2 separate regions of the Oryctolagus cuniculus genome follow, and region 1 is linked to region 2. The links are chromatin contacts, called in public Hi-C maps. All regions are on one chromosome and are shown on one strand. Each heading gives the region's core, a stretch centred on a gene start, on an enhancer-like site or on the middle of the called end of the contact. The rest is flanking DNA. Distances are from core to core; before and after follow the strand shown.

Evidence for each region. Hi-C and Micro-C count contacts between places; a contact is called where the count stands out from the background.
Region 1: a contact with region 2 is called in a Hi-C map of liver, with 2.8 times the contacts expected there. The contact joins two enhancer-like sites. A contact is called at or near these places in 2 of 6 Hi-C or Micro-C datasets (liver and an unstated tissue).

The regions. Positions count from the first base shown.
Region 1 is chr5:25,970,345-25,975,275 of mOryCun1.1, reverse strand. No RefSeq gene overlaps it. Among named protein-coding and RNA genes, the nearest start is that of HIVEP2, 280 kb to the right of the region's middle. Within about 2 kb of position 1,930, at least 5 of the 8 cell types and tissues checked have an H3K27ac peak or open chromatin away from gene starts, as enhancers often do.
Region 2 is chr5:25,819,295-25,823,882 of mOryCun1.1, reverse strand. All of the region lies in intron 2 of HIVEP2 (HIVEP zinc finger 2), which reads right to left. Among named protein-coding and RNA genes, the nearest start is that of HIVEP2, 120 kb to the right of the region's middle. Within about 2 kb of position 1,357, at least 1 of the 8 cell types and tissues checked has an H3K27ac peak or open chromatin away from gene starts, as enhancers often do.

The sequences.
Region 1 (4,931 bases), core at 681-3,180, 150 kb before region 2:
TTCATTGGGTTTTTCTTCTATTGCATTGTGCTTTCTTTTCATGATATAGTTCATTAATATCCAACCTAGAATGAAGTACCATGAATTGTTGTGTACTGCATACTTATCCCAAAACTTTTCCACCTGGGAGAACATGGGCTTCATGCAGGCAGCTTCCCTAGAGCTGGACGTCCTTCAAGTCTTCCTGTAGTAAAGGGGAACCCTGCTCCTTATGGGAGCCAAGAGTATATTTGAGCTCACTCATTTCCTCAGTAGTTTAGATCTCTTTCTAATTGTGCAAATCTTTCATTACTCTGAATATGAATGTTAAGGGCCAGACACTGTGTTGAGCTCACCAAAGTCAAGTGGCAGTAGGTGCTATGCCCCACCAGTAGCCCCCATTTTTTTGACCGTGAGAATTTCTGTTCCTCAACATAAAGCAGCAGGTAGAAACCGTTCCATATGCAGAAGGGAAAATACATCCAATGTCCAATCTGGATGTAGCCGTATGGCCCAGAGGAAGGGGAAGCCCATTCCAAGCCTGGGAAGCAATCCAGGGAAGCAGAGGAAGAGAGCCAGAGGAATGGGTATAGTGATTAGCCTCAAGCAAAGTAGCAGACTGCAGAGGCAGAGAGAGATGATTTGGAGTGAGTAGTCAGGACAGTTTCAGAAGTGGCTGAGAACTAAGGAAAGGGTCCTGGTCAGAGTGACATAGACCCCTGGGAAACACACAGAGACTGAGTAGAGTTGTGGTAAAATTTGAAAGAATATGGTTAGGAATGTAGACTGGATAGGTGCAACAGTTGGCTATGGTGGAGCTTACTATTGTCTTTTTTTTTTTTTTTTTTTTGACAGGCAGAGTGGATAGTGAGAGAGAGAGACAGAGAGAAAGGTCTTCCTTTGCCGTTGGTTCACCCTCCAATGCTTACTATTGTCTTTTAAAGTTCTCTGGGTTACAAGTATCAGAAAGTCAGTGAGGCTAATCAATAAATCGGAACCCATGATAAAGATGCAAAGTTGTCTTCAAACTCAGTAGCACGAAGTGTATCCAGGCATCTTCAACTCTGCTCTACTCTTCACATTTGCTTTTGTTTTTTCCTCCCCATATTGTCTGTTCTGGTCATCCCTGCATATGGCCACCCTGGCTCCAAAATTCACATCTGAACCAAACATAGATGCTGATTTCTCTTCATTTGTATCTTTAAATCCAATTCCTAATTCCTAAGAGAAAGAAAATGATTGTCCAGCTTAGGCCAACAGGAACTCTGATACAATCTATGTGCGAGGTGAAAGGGTCGTGGCGGGGGCATGGTTACTTGGGCTTCTCTTTTGTGGACAGGTGGATTCCTTCATTAATGTGGTGTTGTGTGCTGGGCAAGAATGTAGCTGTTTACAACAATCTTCCAGAAGTCTGCTGGTGTGTTGTTTGTCCTCCAGTCAGCTCGATATCAGTAACAGTGAAAAAAAGTGGATGAAGAGAGGGAATTTCTGGCTTATTCTTAGTAGCAGAACCCGTTTAGGACAAACAGCAGTGTCAGCCATGGGTGTGGCCCCAGGGTAGGAGGGTGTGAGCAAGGGAATGGGAAGAAGCATTTACACAGACTGTCCAGGGTGGTGAGCACTCTGTTAGGGTCAGAAAAATCCAGTGACCTTTGAGAAACTGCTGTGTAGAAGAGCTTAGAACGTCACATGTAAGAGGGTTTTCTGCTTTATTGTGAAGCTGGGTGTGGAGTTTTTAAAGAGATCTAACAGTACCCAAAACATGAGAGGAAGTGTTTGTACCCAGACATTCCCAGCATGATTAATGAACTCACCAAATATTTACCAAAGACCTATTCTGTGCTCGGTGCTGTTGGGTGTTGTCATGTTGGGTCAGAGCTATGGAGACGGCAAGGCCATCCCTCAGCGGGTGCTGAATGTCCCTTGGGCTGTTCTGCAGGGAGTCCGACGCCAGGAAATTCCCAGCCTCCCCTCAGCCTCCCTTCCAGAACTCAAGAGGCACGTGCTCCCTCCACCCTCCTCTCCTGCCTGCCAGAGATTCCAAATCTGTTCTGTTTAGCAGTTGCGTCAAGCCATACTCGATTCCAATCTTTGCAGAAGGCATAAATTAGCATTTCATTATATGTACTTTTTAGGGTCTCTTAAAGTAGAAATGCAAATTCAAGGCTCCCATGGTGAATTGGGGCATACCCATATTCACTGAAAATAAACCAGGTAGCTCTGGCCAAGCCCTTGGAAAGCAGTGCCTCACTGAGCTATCCTGGGACAGACACTCACCTCGGCTCCTGTCCCCAGTTGTTTACCCTGGCCCGTGGCCATTTCCTGCTTCGTTTGGCTCCTCAGTCCTCTGTCCAGCTGCCATTGGCTCATATGACTCCTGGTCGACTTTCATTTACAAGGAACCAATTTCATAAGCAGCTGTAGGTGAGCCTTTTACAGGTCTCTGGCGAGTGAGTGAGAGGCCTCGGGCCTCCACCAAACAGCTGGACAAATACATCTGCTTGGCCTTCCTTGGGGACCAGCTATTTTAAGACTACACTTCCACTGGCTCTTCCTGCTGCCATGTCTTTAATTGGAGCTTATAGCTCTTAAAACCTTATACAACAGGAACTTCAGGCTAGATGGAGCTTGATTTCATTTGGCTTGGCTTTGGTGGAGGAATTAGCAAAATCAAAAGTGAGAAGTACTTGATATGCTACTTATAGCTCTACCAGGTTGCATTATAAATTGTATTGTGGTCTCTCTTTCTACCTGATGATTTGGCCACATAATCTTTGGTATTAATTGGAGAAAAGAGGGCAGACCACTTTAATTCACCATCACCACTTTAATTCTGCAGGCTCTCTTGTTACACCCCTCTTATTTGACATTACTATAAACATCTGCCTTCTTGGAAGCACAAGTGGACAAGAGAAGGCAGAAAGGAGAGAGAGCAGAGCCTTCCCTTACCAATCCACAGGCATCAGTTATGGCTGGGAAAGCCTGGTTCTAACCTTCTAGGTGGAAGGGTTGATGACCAGGGGCCTTGTGCTAGTCTATGTGTGTACAGCAAGCACTTGCAGGAGACAGTCTTTAAATGTGTGCCCTACGTTGTATGAGTGTGTGGGGCTGCCTCCTTGAGTCCTGTAGCCCTGCCTCCAGGGAAGAATCACCTTAGGAAAAACCTTAGGAAAAACACCTTAGGAAACACCACTCTTAGGAAGTTGGCAGGCTCCTTCCGAGGGTTCAAGAGTGCCCCTGGACCTATGACTGCCACTCTGAGGGGTACAGTTCTTGCCTGTGATGTTGCTGATTTATTTATTCTGCAGAGGCTTCTTGTCCTTCCTTCTCCTTGCTCCCACTGTGCCTCTGCTTCCTTTCTCTGCTTGTTTCACTCAGTTCTTCTTAGCATCTCATTTCACCTCGCTGCTCTGTAGAGAGCGATGTGTGGTTCTTACCTTCCCCCAGTGGCATTTAAAGTGTTTCTTGGTGCAAAACATCCTATTCATTGCCATAGAAACAGGAAGCTCAGTGTGGAAGAAAAAGAAAAAAAGAAGTCTGACACTCTGAAGCTGTGCAATTCTGTTATTTTGCCCAAATCCATAAATGGCAACATGCTGGGAGATATGCAAACGCCTTCCCACTGCTAGAACAAGAGAAGGAAGGGCCTCCTGTTCCAAGGAGACTGTTCACGGGTTTCAAACCAGGCCCTCAAACCACCGGCTTGCATGGACATATCTCTGCTTTCCCTGCACATGGAAGCTCCCAGCTGAGTGTTGGGAGGTCCAGACCATGAAGCCACTGAGTAAGGAGCCAGGAAGACCTGCACTCTGTCCTCAGTCCTGTTTCTTGAAAGCGCCTTTGTGGTGCTGAGCCCCTTCAGCCTCCTCAGCTGTAGAGCCAGGAGGTGACCATCTTGTGGGGCTCAGAGGAGAGTGTGCAGAGCCGTGTCTTCATTACGCCCCAGGACGCTCTCACCATTTCCTCACCACATCTCTAGATAGGATGGGTCTGTGCCATCTGTTCTCAATTGTGAACCCTTCCCTGACATTGAACTAGAGGAACTTCACAATCATGTAGTTCCCCAATTGGCCACAGAATTCCATGAAAAGTGTTTCATTTTTACATCTTCATGCAAAATCTAGAGAGGCCCCTTCTTTTAGTCATTGATTTTTTTAAAGATGTATTTATTTATTTGAAAGTCAGAGTTTCAGAGAGGCAGAAGGAGAGAGAGAGACAGACACAGAGAAAAAGGTCTTCATTCTGATGGTTCACTCCCCAGATGGCTGCAACAGCCGGAACTGGGCCAATCCAAAGCCAGGAGCTTTGGATCTTCCAGGTCTCCCACACGGGTGCAGGGGCCCAAGAACTTAGGCCATCTTTCAGTGCTTTCCCAGGCCATAGCAGAGAGCTGGATAAGTGGGGCAGTCCAAACTCGAACCAGCAGTGGGGTGCCAGCACTGCAGGCGGTATCACCCACTATACCACAGAGCCTGCCCCGAGTCATTGATTTCAAAGATGTATTTTTAACCTCTCAATGTTGCCCTTTTTCTCTGGTCCCCATAGGCCCTGGAGTCCATTATCTCTAAACAGAATGGGCTGGGTAACTGTATGGATTAGAGCTTCAAGCTAACAATGTGAAGCTTGCTGTTCCCTCTCCACAGAGCCCATGTGTTTCTCAGAGGTCCTCTATATTTCATATTCAGAAATGCATACTACCTTCTAACAGCTCCCTTTATTCTAACTCTGTTCCTTGGGTTCTGTGTTTCCTGTTTTCATCCATCAATCACAGAGACAAGCTAATAGCCAGTGTTTTTACACCTCTCCTTATGATTCATTTCCTATGAAAAAAAAAATCATGTTATCAACCTTCCAAGCAATCCAAGTCCATCCCCCAACCACCTCTCCAATTAATCTTCTCCCACCAAATTGGTATTTCCCCTGCCCTCAATCACCCAGGGTCAAGCACCAAA
Region 2 (4,588 bases), core at 108-2,607:
TACTACTGTAAGCTTCCTTATATCCAAGCCAGGTATACAGCAGTCTTATCTGAGTTTTAGGGTGTATAACCAACTTGAAGGCTGAAATGCAGACCTGCTCATCTTTGTGTTCTTCCTCAGCACCAGAATACTCAATTCACATGGAAGAGATTCCGTAAATATTCATGGAATTTAACTGAACTAAAGCTTTTACAAATAGCCAAATATGCTCAGGTACCATGTAAGAAGAATGGGAACTCAAGCTAACTGAGTGTTGGTGTCTGTGAGGACTGGTGTTCTCAAAATTTCCATTAAGACTGATGACAGAATCAAGCTCTGCTACAGTCAATGAATAATTTATTTGTGCACAAAGCATTCTGTTAATGGAAATCTTTTTATGGCTCAAGATCTAAAATATACTTACTGCCCCCTACTTATTAAATGTTTGCTTTAATCATTAGTACAGAAGGTAATGACAAATGGTAATTACAGGATCATTATAAGCTCTTAAACAATTTAATCAAGAGTATCTCTTCTGAAATTTAGAAACTCTTTGTGGACGGCAATGGGGTGGATAATACTGGAACTGGACAACTCATTGCTCTCATCAAATTAAGAAACTAATGTTTTCTGTTGTTAGAAATACCACCAATTGAGAGGGTAACTTTAGGTTCAACAGGCTGGTAGGTTTCTTTCAGATGTGAGTGCTCAGTTAAGCCACCCCTCCGCTTGCATGAACTACACTGCCTCAGTCACATACACCATGGAGAAGGAGATGCGCGTGTGTTTGCGTAGATGGTGCAGGTCTGCCAAGAGACATTCCTTTGCTGTGCTATTTCAGCAAGTCGTGAGATGGCAACGACCATGCTCTTCAAAATGAAAAGATAGCTATTTTTCCTCTACGTTTGTATTTTAGGAGGCTGAAAAGCACACTTCTGGCTGCTGTGACATCTCTGACATGTACACATGTCCCTGAGGAAGTGAATTTGTGGGGGATTTCAGCGGGTTAAGGTTGAGAAGATCTAAAACCATGTTAAGTTCTTGTAAACATTTAAGGAGCCAAAAGGTCAGCAAGAAGAGGAAGAAGCCCCCTGAAATTCCTGCCTGGAAAAAGAAAAGTTAAGTCATATAAAATTTATACTTTTGTAGGTGGACGATCAAATTCATGCTTTTCAACTGGTGTGCAAATTCATCACACGGCTTTTCATACCAGCTTCTCTCTTTATCTCCCTTCTTCTATTAAAAGTAATATTCAAACTCCCAGGCTCAAAGCCTGAAGTCATCACTGACAGCTTTTTCCTGCTTCCCACCCGCACACTGCACACACACACACACACACACACACACACGCCCTCTCCCATCCTCAGTCAGGCAGTCCTACACAGGCTTCCTGTGCACTTTCCCTCACATTGTGTGCAGCCTGTCAATCTTTTCCACTTCCACTCCAACTCAGACCCTGAATTGTTGTCTGACCTCCCACTGCACAAAGATCAGAAGTTACTCTGGGTCCACGTGGCAAATTTCCAAAGGACAGGTCTGGGCCCAGTGCCTTTGGATACATGGAATCCAGGGACAATTATCAGAGGCATTGACCTGTTAAGAAAGCATCAAAATAGACTTAAGGAAAATAATCTTTAGCTGAAGCCCCAAGGGCACCATAATGCAAAATATGCAAAATGAAGAACTGAGGGGGAAGACTGGAGGAAGTCAAGTCAGAAGCAATTCTCTGTACTTAGGATTCAAGTATTCACTCAAGTGTTTTGTGCAGTGCCTTCATCTGTGATCTAAGTGTGGGAGGAGCCCCCAAAGAGCACACATCAGGTGACAATTCCCGGTGGGAATTCATGGAAGTGCCTCTTAGGTGGCTTTGTGCTTGCACTGATGGCTGCACCCACTCACTCCACCCTCACTTCCACTCCCTACGCCACTGCCATCCAACACAGCCCTGCCAGAACGATCTTCCTAAATCACAGCGCTGAGTGCACCACTCCTCTGCTCAGGAGCAGTCGTGGGCCTCCCAGCACAGCCAGCACAGCCAGATCCCATGTGTGCACAGCCCTTAACCCTGCACCCAGGACAGCTGTGCTCTGCCTTCACTTGACGCTGGCACCTGCTTCTTTCTTCCAGGGATCCCTGACATTCTGAGGCCATATTTTAGGTTATCTCATTAAATCTTTTAAGCCTTCAAAGTCTGAGCCCTTTAATCATTCCAGAGGACCCTACAGAGGGGGCTGAATGTTCAGACACTAGGATCTGAGTAGGAAAGAAGATTATAAAATCAGAGGACCACAAATTTCAGTTACAGTTTCGTAGAAAACAATAGCTACGAAATTTTTGCTTTCATGGTCAAGACAAGGAAAAGAATACATGCTTGTGTGAGAATGTAGGTGCCTTGATTTAGTTTTATTTATTTTGTGGGGAAGAGGGTTATTATTTTACTTTAAAAACAGTCTTTTTGCATTAAAATATCATCAAAAATTCAGAAATTTGTTCCTATGACTCTGCTCTAGATATTTAATAAATATCAGATGTGCTGATTGATATCACTCACATAATTAAGATTAAATATGTGCCTGGGCATCAGTTTTTCAGGCCACCAAAAGATTTTAAAACTCATAGAAAATATTTTTATTGCTGGCGCCGTGGCTCACTTGGCTAATCCTCCACCTGCAGCGCCAGCACCCCATGTTCTAGTCCCGGTTGGGGCGCCGGATTCTGTCCCGGTTGCTCCTCGTCCAGTCCAGCTCTCTGCTGTGGCCCGGGAAGGCAGTGGAGGATGGCCCAAGTGCTTGGGCCCTGCACCCACATGGGAGACCAGGAAGAGGCACCTGGCTAATGGCTTCGGATCGGCGCAGTACACCAGCCGCAGCACGCCGGCCATAGCGGCCATTTGTGGGGGTGAACCAATGGAAAAAGGAAGACCTTTCTCTCTGTCTCTCTCTCACTGTCTAACTCTGCCTGTCAAAAAATATTTTTATTAAATTCAATAACTGCTTAATTAGGCATTTACTTGTTTCTCAGTCATCACTTTTAAAAGACCAAAGAGGACACCAACACAATGAAGAACTATTTTGTCCCTTACAGTATAGAATGTGAGATAAAAATTTCACCTTAATCACTTTGTAAGCACAAAAATACAGACAAAAAAGTGACATGGGAGACATATTAAGTGTTATGGGAATTCTGAGAGCAGATGAAAGAAAACAAGAGGATAAACAATACTGAAATAAGAGAATTAACCACACTCTGACATCAGTGAAATACATTAACTAATAAACAAATAATAGATGAGGCAGAAAATGCAATTCAGAAAGTTTTTGTCTTTTGGCAAATCACAGATAAGAAGCTGATCAGGCTCACATATAAATAAAGGTCTATAAGTGGGGATTTTGTCCAATACCCAATTTAGGGATTGATAGTCACTCTTGACTATCAAGTATAAAGATGTTGCTTGAAGATTCTGAGATTCTCAGATCTAGGGAGGTGACTGGGTAAATGTAAGAGTTACTGCCCTCAGCTAGCTGATACCTTCAGAGGTCTGGAAAATACACATTCTACATGGAGTGCCTCAAATTTCTCAATCGTATGAGTTCTGATTCTCCCCCCCAAATTTAAATATGGCTTCTCTTTCTTCATATGAATCACACTCAACAACATGTCAAAAAAAGTTCTAATATTTAACCACTAGCAGCCCAGCAGACTGGTGTGACCTCTCAGTGAACATGACATATAATCTGAAGTCAGGAGAACCGGTGTTGAATTCTGGTTCCATGACTCACTAGTTCTGTGACTTTGAGTAAATCACTCACCTGTAACTCCACTCCCATCCCCACCAGTCTCCATTGCCTCATCATAAAATAAAATATGAGTAATATCTATATAACTGCTAATGCCTCAGATGAGATAATATACAAGGAAGCTATTTGTAAACAGCAGCGTGTTACCCAAATATTAGTGCATGTCTCAAAAATTCCGCTGTGTAGGTTCTGTTTGGAGAGTGAAAGATGAGAGGTTCTCCCACACAGTCACCCTATACCCAAGCTGAACGAGGGAGGACAGATAGAAGGAAATACTATGAATACTATGAAATACTATGAAAGCCACCTTCAGTCAGGGTTTCAGATGGCTACAGAATGCTTATGCAACAAAATGTACCCCGTTCATACTACTGATCTAATTAATGCTTGCTGGACGATGAGTCAATGAATGGATAAGTTACCAAATGCATGAACAGTTGAAGGTATAGCCAGGTGAAATGCCTGAAAACAAAGACGGAGAATCAAGTTGTGTAGAAAGAAAAACATTTTGGAAATAGGAAACCATGTAGCCCAGAAAGCTAACAGTCGTGAGCTCCACTCCTGTACGCTGCAGTGGCAAAACAAAGCAGCACAGAGAAGCCTGTGGTTTCACATCAGTTTGTAAATACTCAAACATAAATACTGACATCCTTTTCTGTTACCTTAAAACACAAAGAACCCAAACAGAAGAACTGCATATATTTAAAAAGCTTTAATATGACCCTGTATAAAAAGAAGCATTTTTAGGGGCACAAAACATGGAAGCTCACAAGGACTATTCTGAGTTATCTGTGATAGCAGGTGAAGTTATG